2 separate regions of the Pan troglodytes genome follow, and region 1 is linked to region 2. Evidence: chromatin contacts called from public Hi-C data. All regions are on one chromosome and are shown on one strand. Each heading gives the region's core, a stretch centred on a gene start, on an enhancer-like site or on the middle of the called end of the contact. The rest is flanking DNA. Distances are from core to core; before and after follow the strand shown. Region 1 overlaps JAZF1 (JAZF zinc finger 1). Region 2 holds the start of HOXA13 (homeobox A13).

The links. Hi-C and Micro-C count contacts between places; a contact is called where the count stands out from the background.
Region 1: a contact with region 2 is called in a Hi-C map of induced pluripotent stem cells, with 3 times the contacts expected there. The contact joins the enhancer-like site here to the promoter of HOXA13 in region 2. A contact is called at or near these places in 5 of 7 Hi-C or Micro-C datasets (blood, induced pluripotent stem cells, a lymphoblastoid cell line and 1 more) and 1 of 1 other capture datasets (stem cell-derived neural stem cells).

Annotation. Positions count from the first base shown.
Region 1 is chr6:33,717,542-33,723,489 of NHGRI_mPanTro3-v2.0_pri, reverse strand. All of the region lies in intron 2 of JAZF1 (JAZF zinc finger 1), which reads left to right. Among named protein-coding and RNA genes, the nearest start is that of TAX1BP1, 180 kb to the right of the region's middle. Within about 2 kb of position 1,544, at least 4 of the 24 cell types and tissues checked have an H3K27ac peak or open chromatin away from gene starts, as enhancers often do. A contact at or near this core is called in induced pluripotent stem cells, where this site is marked.
Region 2 is chr6:33,000,331-33,006,383 of NHGRI_mPanTro3-v2.0_pri, reverse strand. HOXA13 (homeobox A13) reads left to right here and starts at 2,106. Exons shown (of 4, transcript XR_001714612.4): 1 at 2,106-3,102; 2 at 3,816-4,366.

The DNA of each region.
Region 1 (5,948 bases), core at 295-2,794, 720 kb before region 2:
TCTCTGGGTGCTCCAGGAGGTTTATGAGTTACCTGGCACAGATTAAACTCAATAAAAGGAAATATTTTGGTCAAATGCTTCCTCTTTTAAATTAATACTCTCTTGACTATTATGCAAAAAAAAATCCATTATTAAAAGCTGTTAGTACTTTTGCTGACTTGAAAATATTAGGAAAAATTTTCCTATTAAAAGTTATTTTGCTGACTTTAAGTTATTTGGTTATTTTGCTGACTTTAAGAATATTTTATAAGGCCTGGCGCGGTGGGTCACGCCTGTAGTCCTAGCACTTTGGGAGGCCAAGGCGGGCGGATTGCCTGAGCTCAGGAGTTCGAGACCAGCCTGGGCAACACGGTGAAACCCCGTCTCTACTAAAATACAAAAAATTAGCCAGACATGGTGGTGTGAGCCTGTAGTCCAGTCCAGCTACTCAGGAGGCTGAGGCAGGAGAATTGCTTGAACCTGGGATGCGGAGGTTGCAGTGAGCTGAGATCGTGCCACTGCACTCCAGCCTGGGCGACTGAGTGAGACTCCGTCTCCAACAAAAAAAGAATACTTTATAACCAACATAAAATGTGGTTAGAAAAGTACCATCTAAGTGAAAATCAGACCTTATTTATTTGTTCTGTTTGTCTTCAATGCACTTCCTCATTTTTATCTTTATGTATTTCTTTCTGTAATGATTTATATCCATTTCATCCAAAGTTTAAAACACAATATAAAATGCCCTGTAAAAATTTATACTAAGTTCCCTAAAACACTTAAGAAATTCACTGAATTTTTCTAGGCATACACTTCATTCATTCGAATGAAAACTTGGCTGAGGAAATCATAGAGTTTGTATAACTGACTTCTAATTTCTTCTTCCTTATACCTAGGCTTCTAAAGCCCAGGTGTGATATAAATTCTTTTTTTAAAAAAAAAACTTTTCTATTTTTGTAGAGACAGGATCTCACTACGTGGCTGATCTTGAACTCCTGGTCTCGAGCAGTCCTACCACCTCGGACTCCCAAAGCACTGGGATTGCAGGCTTGAGCCACCATGCCTGGCCAGAAATTGCGTTTTTAAGTGAACAGTTCAGAGCCCTGTATTTTTCATGGATTATTTTAAGAATTACGATGATGATGAAGATGATATAATCCCTAACACTGCAACCCATTATGAAGTTACCAGGGGCCCACCAAAATTTTGCTATCAAGGCAACATCCCTTAAACAAATTAACAGAGATATTCTTTTTCAGTGAGTCTTCTGGAAGAATCGATGCCAGTCTGCCCTTATGACAAACATATTTCTTAATGAGATCTGATTTACGAAGTTTTGACAATTATGCTTTTCCCCTCTCTTACTGCCACTTTAAGAAAAATCATGCTGGTAAGCTACACTACAAAACTTCTGGCCTGCAGAGGGCTCTATAATACCATATTTTCCTAGACAACACTTGTAAAAAGGAAAAAAAAAAAAAGATACTTGCTGGAAGGGGGAAGGGGAAGCCCAGAGGCTTTATAATGCTTCCAGCAGGCAGTCTGGTTGCAGTCTGGTAAACAGACTAGGAATTGTGGGCAAAGCCCTTTCCTTGAGTTTTCCACCAACCATGAGATCAGATGACTCTGTCCGGACTCATTACTTTAATAGCCTACAGCTAGTTCACATAGCAGCAGGAGTCCACCAAAAAGGCATTTAATTATTGAAACTAAAACTGGTACTTGTAACTGCCGGTTAGTAGTAGTCAGATTTTTTCAGTATTTCAAGTAATTTATAAAGCGCTTACACACATAAATAGAAAGCTTTAAATGCTGGTATTCCATAAAAAGTAAATAAAATATATTTTTGTGCATTAAGACTTAATTAAGTGGCATGATTTCATGTCACAAATTTAAAAAGGGCAGGTGAGACTTGCCAACATTACTACAGCTGTGTTTTACATTAGGAAATTAATTAAAATGGTCGTTTATGCTTTTTTCCACTTACGGGTATTTAGACCTCTCTATTACACCATATATTTTCCCTTCAATCATTATATTATGGTAATTTATCTTAGCAGGTGATATCTTACTCTGTTGTCGGCGGAAGTGGGGAGCATTAGTCAACTGACAAATTTGTGCTGGGCTACTGAGGCAGATCAGACAGCTGGAGGCACTTCCTGCTGGCCAGGAAAGAAGAGGGTCTTATTCACATGCTCCCCTTTTATCCCATCTTAGCAGAATTTATTTTCTATTTCACTAGAACAAAGTTTTTTCTGATGTCAGGAAGGGAAGCAGAGGAAAATGTTTGACACGCCATATGACACATCGTCATATAGACTTAGCTGTTACATGAGACCTTATTTTTGAAGCCAACCTGCTTACACAGTTCAGTTATGGAATGTGCAAAACCTAAAACCAATTAAAACATGCCCAAGTGAATAGTTGATATGCAGTTTGTAATGCAAATAAATAATGTCCTGATTTTATATATCAAAGCTAAATAAAGACTCCCTTGAGATATCAAGAACAAATCGATCACTCTGTACTTATTTACTGTAGTTATTTATGTTAACAATTATAATAAAATTATGACTTGATGAAGTTTTAACGATGTAAGTAATTTTGCTCCCCAAGAGGCATCAGTTGCCAAATGAAGCTGAAGTTTTAAGGAACGCTAAGGACTCACTGTACTAAAACATCACCATAGTGCCTTTAATATTGGATGTACCTTAGAATAACGTGGATTAGTTTTGGGTCGGGGCCAGGAGCTTTTGGTTCCTCAAACACCAAAGGCACTTCCCTTAAGGCATTCACTCCTGTAAGAGAGTCCCTTTAGCTTGGATTTTAAGGGTAGCAATGAAGGAGGATTCCAAGGCGCAAGCAGTAATACAACTTGCACATAGAGTAAACTCCACAAGTTGTTTATTGTGAAGTTGTTTGGAAACCAGGATTGAATTTGCCTCTACATACATTGTCATTAGTGATATTTAGATTTAGAGCCAGTTCCCAGCTAGTACTTTTTGAAATGATTACATATTAATTATTTAATAAATGGTGTGGGTAGAATTGGACTGCTGGTCCAATCTTCCTTGGCGTTCCAGAGCACTCCTGTAGTCAAATAGCACAAAACTGAGCTTGCTCCTTCCTTTTGCAACCATAAGTCACCCCTCTTTTGTATGACTTCACCCAAGCAAATTTGGCACTATTTTATTGATTATAAATATGTTATTTCATGTTGCTACCTTATCATCGTAAAATGCATCCTCATGCTTGTTCTGTGTTATCCAGCTCTGATAGTTACATTTTTGACAAGATAAGCAGCTACTGAGCTTTAAGGCATTATAGACATGCTTGCATTTTCCGTTTACCTTTGAAAAATTACATGACTTTTCTTTAACTCTCATCACAGGTTTTAGCATGAATGACTTATGATCTTTATTCCTTATTGGTTTATTTCTCCAAATTTTCCCATTTTAGTTTCTATTCACAATGAGGGGGCCAGGTTCAAAATATTTTTCTCTCCTAAGAGCTCAAAAATCATAATTCTTCAAAATATTATTTTACATTTCATGCTAATGAGATAGTCTACACACCTATGTTGAGCATTTCCTCTCCTAAGAGCTCAAAAATTGTAATTCTTCAAAATATAATTTTACATTTCATGCTAACAAGATAGTCTACCCACATGTGTTGAGCATTTAAAGTTGCCCATTACTAGGACCTGTGTTTCAGTGCTACCTTCATCACTTAGTAAGCAAGGGACCTTCAGTCAGCCTCTTAACTTTTAAGAACCATGATACTTCGCATGCTTGAAAGCACAAATCTGAAGACAAAGGACTAGGCCAGATAACGTCACAAAGTCCCATGTTTAGGTTATTGGTGTTAATGAAACTTAGGCTGTATTTCTTTTCAACAATCAATGTCATTTCCCATATTTAAGCAGCAATTTAGTATAAGCTCACCAAATTTTGTTTTAAATTTCACTAGCTGATTTTTTTTTCTCTTTTCACCACTGTTTTCTCTTCTCCTTAATTCATTTTGGAGAGAGGGAGTGAACAGGACATGTATAGTCAAATTGTTCAGAGAAATGGAAATTTGCATAGGTGGTAAAAATTGCCACAAGCACAGTTAATGAAGCAAGCACGTGGCTACTTGCAACTCTGCTCTCAAATTTTCTGTATAACTCTGCAGCAATATGTGCTCAATAACTGCCTGATTGTGTGCAAATAACACATGGAAAAGTTCAAATACTAGAAAATATTGACATCCATTCTCCAGCTAGATTTTATCTAAAAACTACTCATTTTCCTCCTTTGCTCAAGATGGCACAAAGATGCCTACAACATGAACTCTGCCCTCCTAAGTCTCTGATATAGTCAGTGAGGTGATACTAATATATATGGGCAATTATAAAATAAGTGCTAAACCTCGTGATTTTTCTTAGAGTTGCAATTGGTGTTCACACAAAGAGATAAATGTTGGCTGGAGTGATGATGAAGATGTAACTCGAGCCAGAGCTTGAAGGGTAATCAGGATTTTTTTTTAAGGGGCATTTGAGCTTAAAGGAAAAAAACGAATAATTAAAGTACAGTATAAAAGTTTTACATCCTTTGTATTAGGATGGGTTTGATTATACTGCAGTAACAAATCCCCAAATTTCAGTGACTTAACACAACAGGAGTTTATTTTTTGCTTACTCTGCATGTCCACCATGGTTCATTAGAGAGGCCCTGCTCCTTCACTCAGGAACCTAGTCTGATAGAAGCTTTATTTCAACCCACATTCTGTAATCACTATAGCAGGAGGTGCCACTGTAGTTCATCATCGCTTGTGCATTCTCTAAATCAAGTCATCTGCTCGTATGTAACCTCAAGGGGAACAAAGAAGTGCAGTACCATCATGTGGCCCAAAAGTGGAGAGTCAGAAATATGTGGGAAACAGCATCAGTGACTGCCACATCTTTCTGTGTAATCTTTAGCCAGAATACAATGCTTAGAGTAAATAAAACGGTCTATGCAAACTTGCCATAGCATGAAAATCTCCAGCTTACCTTCCAGGGATCTTAAAATAGCTTGCTTGGCTTCTGAATACTGGTATACATGTTGCTAGCCTTCTTTGCAGTACTTTTCCCCACTCGCAGGTACCCTGACCAGTGTCTCAGCAAACATCAAAAGTCTGCAAAGACCGTGTAGAAGAGCTCTATTGCCTGTTTCCACCTAAAACTCTCCCTCCCGTTCTCATTTGCTGGAAGGGCCATAAGTGTGTTCAGGTGGTAAATCTTAAATTGTCTAAACTCCGTGGTTCTCAAACCAACAGCATCAGGATCACCTGGGAACTTGTTAGACATGCAGATTCTTAGTTGCCACCCTAGACCGGCTGAGTCAGAACTGTGGTCTAAGCTAATGGAAGCAGTTGGTTCCTCATGCCACTGATTGATGTAAACAATATTGTGATATAGTTCTAGCCAGTGAAACCTGAGGAGAAATACGCCAGAGTTGAGAGTGAGGAGAGGCACTCTGGAACAGGTCCTCATTGCCTTTAGAGAAGACTGTGCCTCCATGGAAAGCAAACTCAGGATGTTACCTAATGCCACTTAATGAAATGAAGCCCTTCTCTGAAATATGCAGATAAATAAGAAAATGTTTGACAAGCACTTGAAATGTCCCCAAATTGTGGATAAGCAAATATAATACATGGGTGAATGCATAGTAAGAGCCTGTAGTTTAAGGTACAATCGGTTATTTCTTTTTTAAGAGGCGAGATCTCACTCTGTTGCCCAGGCTGGTCTCCAGCTCCCCGGCTCAAGGAATCCTCCCACCTCGGCCTCCCAAAGTACTGGAATTTCAGGCATGAGCCATTGTGCCAGGCCTAGTCAGCTGCTATTATCTGTGGATTAGGTGTTTGTAAATTTGCCTTCTTACTAAAATGTATTTGTGTCCCCAAATCACTACTTGTGGTGCTTTCACAGTCACTCACCGACATGGACA
Region 2 (6,053 bases), core at 857-3,356:
CCGAGAATTTTAAAAAGAGAGAGAAAATAAAGAGTGAGGGGATGTGGGCAATGGGCCTTTTGCTGCTGCCTGTGTCTCTACGCTCGCATGGCAGTTCTCATGCTGGCTGGACTGCAACTTTCAACTTGACCTTGGCCTCCAGCCGTGTCTGACCAGTATGTAAAACCGCCTTCAAGTCCTCAGGAACAGGGGCCTCGAACCCTACTCTGTCTCTTTGTCACTGTGAGTTTTACAATGCCACTTGGAGGGAGGAAGGGGGGTGGTGAAACGGCCAGAAAGTAACAGAAAAATCAAGTCCCTACAGAGGCTAGTTCCTGAGTCTGCAAATGGCCAGTCAGGGAGAAGGTAAACTGGGGGCAAATCAATATTTACCCAGAACTGCTAAAAAGTCAAGAAGGAAGGGGCACACTTGGTGGGGGGGGGGGTGGCTGGTGTGGGGGTCATAGAAGGTTTTATTGGGCGACACTTACATTGGTCAGGACAAATCCAGGATCAGGACAGATAAAAGCCCAAGCCCAGCCACATTGGTCTGGATCCTGCAGGAAGCCCAGGGGCCTTAGAGAGCAGATGGTGGGGTGTGTATGAGGGGTGGTATGCGTGCTGCTCTGAGTTTAGGGCTGAGTGTGCAAGCTAGGAGCAGAGGACAGGTCCAAGCCTGGCTTCTCACCAGTCCGCCTGGGGTGGAAAAGAATCCAGCACTCTCCCCAGCACTATTCCGGTAATGTGCCCACTTTCACTTTGAACGCTTGTTCCTCTTCTAGGCATCTGACCAGCTCACAGTAGTGAATCAGGAAGTGGAAGTATGTGGCTCTAAGGCAGCAGGACCCCCAGAACCCCTCGACAAAACATGGCAGCTGCAAGACGTGTCGCTGCTTGGTTCTTCAGCACCAACACCCTACCATGCTCCCAAGAAAAGGTTGCATTTCCCAGGCACAGAGGAAAGGCTTCTTGGGCTGGTTCTTGGGCAAAGAAGGACTAGGCACCCTCTGCAGGCTGGAGATCCTACTTGAGGGGAAGGCAGGAAGTGGCCCCAAAGAGCCCCTTTTTCTTGTCCCAAAATAGAGTGAAATAGCGAGTTCCCAGATTCCTGGAGAGTCAGGTCCGGTCCACAAAGAAGCGTGGCTTTAGGGCCCAGAAGGGGGGTTTAAGTCCCAGCCAGAAGCACAGCTGGGGCTTGTTCCTCTTAAGCCCCTTCCAGAACAAGCCAGCCATACTGGCGAGGTGGGAGCATGGATGAATGGTGCACACGGATCGCTCGCTCTATCTCAAAGTCTCTGGAGGAGGAAGCGTTGTTACCAGGTCAGAGCAAGGATCAGGCTGTATACCTAAGTGTGCGAATGTGAGTGTGTCAGTGTACACTGTGTGTGTGTGTGATGAGTCGTTCTGAGTCTATGGGTCTACATGCAAACATATGAAATTGCTCACTAACAGTGTGGACAGGGAAGGGATAGGGGCTCCTAAATGCAGTCCAAGCCTCCAGTGGAATGTCCTGGGACCCAGGCATATCCGCAGGAACCGATAAGCAGCAAACACCCTGCCACTGTTTCCCTGGAAAGAGCAAAATCGCAACTCCATCGAAGCCGAAGGCGCCGATGTCCGTCCTGTGGTCTCACTGCAGAAATACGCGCCGGTTCCTGGAAAGAAAACAGTCCCAGAGGCTCCAAGAAACACCCATTCTGAGCTAGGCTGGTCCCGTCCTCCCCACTCTCCCATCCCTGACCGCCGGCAGAATTACCTGACCTGTCCCCAATGCTCCAGATCGCAACCCAATCGCGCGCCCACCTCCCCTCCCCGCCTGGTTGCGCGGGTCTGGGCCCCACTGGGATAAAGGAAGGGAAGGGGGGCGGAGATGGGGCCGCCCTTCCTTCCCTGCCCCACCCGCACGTTCCTCCACCTCTCCCCCGGGTGAATGGTGCGCGGCCGCGCGGCTGGCGCTGGGGACGGCGCGGGCCGCGGCGGGGACGACGGGTGCACCGTGCAGAGCTGGAGTCGGAGCCGCCCGCTTTGCATACGCCGTGGGCGGAGCGGGGGGGCCGGGCCAATGGGCGGCCGCCTGGCGCGACCCCGCGGGGCGCGATCCGCCCCCCTCGCTCGGGCCCCGGCCCCGCGCCGCGCGCTCTTCACTTCTTGGGGGCTTTTTAAAACAGCGCCACTGGGGTCTTCTCCATGCGGCTCGGGCTATGACAGCCTCCGTGCTCCTCCACCCCCGCTGGATCGAGCCCACCGTCATGTTTCTCTACGACAACGGCGGCGGCCTGGTAGCCGACGAGCTCAACAAGAACATGGAAGGGGCGGCGGCGGCTGCAGCAGCGGCTGCAGCGGCGGCGGCTGCCGGGGCCGGGGGCGGGGGCTTCCCCCACCCGGCGGCCGCGGCGGCAGGGGGCAACTTCTCGGTGGCGGCGGCGGCCGCGGCTGCGGCGGCGGCCGCGGCCAACCAGTGCCGCAACCTGATGGCGCACCCGGCGCCCTTGGCGCCAGGAGCCGCGTCCGCCTACAGCAGCGCCCCCGGGGAGGCGTCCCCGTCGGCTGCCGCCGCTGCTGCCGCGGCTGCCGCTGCAGCCGCCGCCGCCGCCGCCGCGTCGTCCTCGGGAGGGCCCGGCCCGGCGGGCCCGGCGGGCGCAGAGGCCGCCAAGCAATGCAGCCCCTGCTCGGCAGCGGCGCAGAGCTCGTCGGGGCCCGCGGCGCTGCCCTATGGCTACTTCGGCAGCGGCTACTACCCGTGCGCCCGCATGGGCCCGCACCCCAACGCCATCAAGTCGTGCGCGCAGCCCGCCTCGGCCGCCGCCGCCGCCGCCTTCGCGGACAAGTACATGGATACCGCCGGCCCAGCTGCCGAGGAGTTCAGCTCCCGCGCTAAGGAGTTCGCCTTCTACCACCAGGGCTACGCAGCCGGGCCTTACCACCACCATCAGCCCATGCCTGGCTACCTGGATATGCCAGTGGTGCCCGGCCTCGGGGGCCCCGGCGAGTCGCGCCACGAGCCCTTGGGTCTTCCCATGGAAAGCTACCAGCCCTGGGCGCTGCCCAACGGCTGGAACGGCCAAATGTACTGCCCCAAAGAGCAGGCGCAGCCTCCCCACCTCTGGAAGTCCACTCTGCCCGGTAAACGACGACCTATTCCCAGCCCTGGTCTTCCGGCTCTGCTCCAGCTTCTTCTCCGCTCGCACCCGGGCGATCCCGGGTGCCTTTCTGTTCTCTTCCTGGTCTGCCCTAGCGGCTCGGCACCCCTGGGAGCCCGAGCATGGCTGGCTGGGTCTGCCTGCACTGCCTCGAGTTGAGCTGGTCCCTGGCTCTCCCTGGGTGAGGGGTGGCTTGTGGAGACCTCGGCTAGCTTCCCTCTCCCTCTGCGCCCCGCCCTCCCCAGCCCCTGACACCAATTTAAGGATGAGAAATTGACCAGAAAACAGCTCCCCAAATTGCCCCTCCCTATTCATTCTCTCAAAAATGGCTTCATTGTAGAAGCTTCGAGTATTGGGACGGGCACCCAGAAAGGAGGTAGGCACAGAAGTGTTGTACCTTGAGCCTGGCGCTAAGGTGTGGGCCGTTGGACCAGGCTATCACTCGAGGCTGCCTACGCGCTGCTCCTGCAGGGTGGCCGGGTTGGGGAAGTCACTGGAGCCCTGGGTGATTTCATTTCAGTTCAGAACTAACTACCTTCCCCACTGACCCTCTAGGCTTTGGCAGAAGACAGGATTGTACAGCGGGTGGCAAAGAGCAGCCGGGCGCTGCAAGGCGGGTGGCTCAGATCGAGCTGTCGCCTATGCCCTGGCTGGGGTCCGATCCCTGTGTAACTTGCCTTCTCCCTTGTCTTCTAGACGTGGTCTCCCATCCCTCGGATGCCAGCTCCTATAGGAGGGGGAGAAAGAAGCGCGTGCCTTATACCAAGGTGCAATTAAAAGAACTTGAACGGGAATACGCCACGAATAAATTCATTACTAAGGACAAACGGAGGCGGATATCAGCCACGACGAATCTCTCTGAGCGGCAGGTCACAATCTGGTTCCAGAACAGGAGGGTTAAAGAGAAAAAAGTCATCAACAAACTGAAAACCACTAGTTAATGGATTAAAAATAGAGCAAGAAGGCAACTTGAAGAAACGCTTCAGAACTCGTTGCTTTGCCCAGATAATGATAATAATGCTTAATAATAATTGAAGAATGGGAAAGAGAAAGAGACAGAGACTGGCATTTTCCTCTCCCGAAGGAGATCTCTTTCTCTTTAATGGAATCTACAACTGTTTTAAAACTTTAAGAAAGGTAAAGACTGCCAGTTCTTCCGCCAACCCCATCAGCCCAGCCCGTTAAATGTCAAACGTCAACCCCCAAAATACGCAATTTCAGATAAGTTACGCAGTTACTGAAATCTTGTAAGTATTTAAGTGATCGTTACATTTTAGGACACTGCGTTAGATGGTAATAATCTGGAAGTTGGTTACAAACGCAAGAGGCCATTGTAAACATCTGCTTGTCCTTCTTAGGTCGCCATTCCCTTTGCATGTTAAGCGTCTGCTCAGGTAAATCTTAGTGAAATTCCTACCGTTGTTGTATGTTCTGCAAAACATTTTATGTATAGATTTAGAGGGGAAACGAGAAGGTACTGAAATAATGATCTTGGAATATTTGCTGTGAAGGGAGAAAGGGAGAGAAAACTCTTCTGAGGATCATTTGTCTTGGTAGTATAGTAAAACCAACCAGCTGAACCTTTCAGGCTATAAGAGAACCCGGGTCGGTAATGTCTTTTTAAGAATAATTTTTAATTGCTTATAACAAGCATATTTTGTGGCATTTGAACTATATTTACTGCTCCAATATCCGTTATTTTCCAAAGGATTTTGTATCTTTTTGAAAATGTTTACATCATCAGATGATCCACAGAATTCACTTTATGTGAGATCTCCCGAGAGTTTCCATCCCAACATGATGGACTTTGGTTGGAACACAATTCGTTTTTTCATTTGAATTGGCATTTCCCAATATTTGCTAAACATTTGCTGGAGAAATCATTTTTCTTTTTTCTTTTTTAGAAAACTCAGAATGAAAATTCATTCCCCTGAAATATTTAGGTGTCTACATTCTATATTTTGATCTATTAAGAGATTAGTATTTTTCCATGTTTATTGTGTTATCAGAGTGCATTAGAAAGATTAGTGATTCATCTTCATAGCACATTTTTAATCAAGCAGTTATTTCAACCAGCACATTCGTTTTGTTCATATTCACTATAGAATGATATCTTGTAAATAAAGACATTCAGCACACTGTGAAAATGTATTTGTGCACCTGCTTTTTAAATATTTCTACTAAAAATGAAAAAAACCCTTAGACCTGTAAATAGTGATATCGTAATATTAATTGTTAATAAAATAGTCACTGCCATTAAAATCTGCAGAAAATACTCTTTACTTTCCTATGCTAAATGTGCACTGCACAGAAAGAAAAGGAGCAGGTTTATCTTATATAAACCAAGGACCATTCTTTATTATTATTCAGTACTTCTTTTGCTACCAAATTTTTAAGAAAAGGGAGAAACCCCTCATAACTAAAATCCTAAAAAATGATAAGTGCTTCAAGGAGATTAAAGTGTCAGGTATTACAAAAGGGAGAGAAAAGAAAGGAGGAAGAGATAGTATGAATTCCCAGGCTCCCTATGGAAAATGAAAACCAGTTGTTTTGTAGCAGCAATGCCTAGGCTGTCGTATTTTAAAATCTGCTGTTGGGTCTGCATGTGTCTGAGAGGGCAGGTTTTGATATTTGTTGAAATGACAGGACTACGAAAGGCCTTAAACCTTGACCTTGACGAAAAAAAAGACAATTTGTGACCTTGACTTTTGACAGCTCATGAATTGGCCTTAGCTGGATTAGTAGATCAAGGGCGCCACCTCGCGTTGACAAGCCTCCTTGTAATTCTTCAACCAAGGGAATCAAGAGCTCTTACCTCCTTGACTTTAGAGATTCAGTACTCAATTATTTGGCTCCAGCTGGAGCAAATTTTAATATATGTAAATTATACATGTCCCTGTATATATGTAAATATATATAATATGTGTACACATG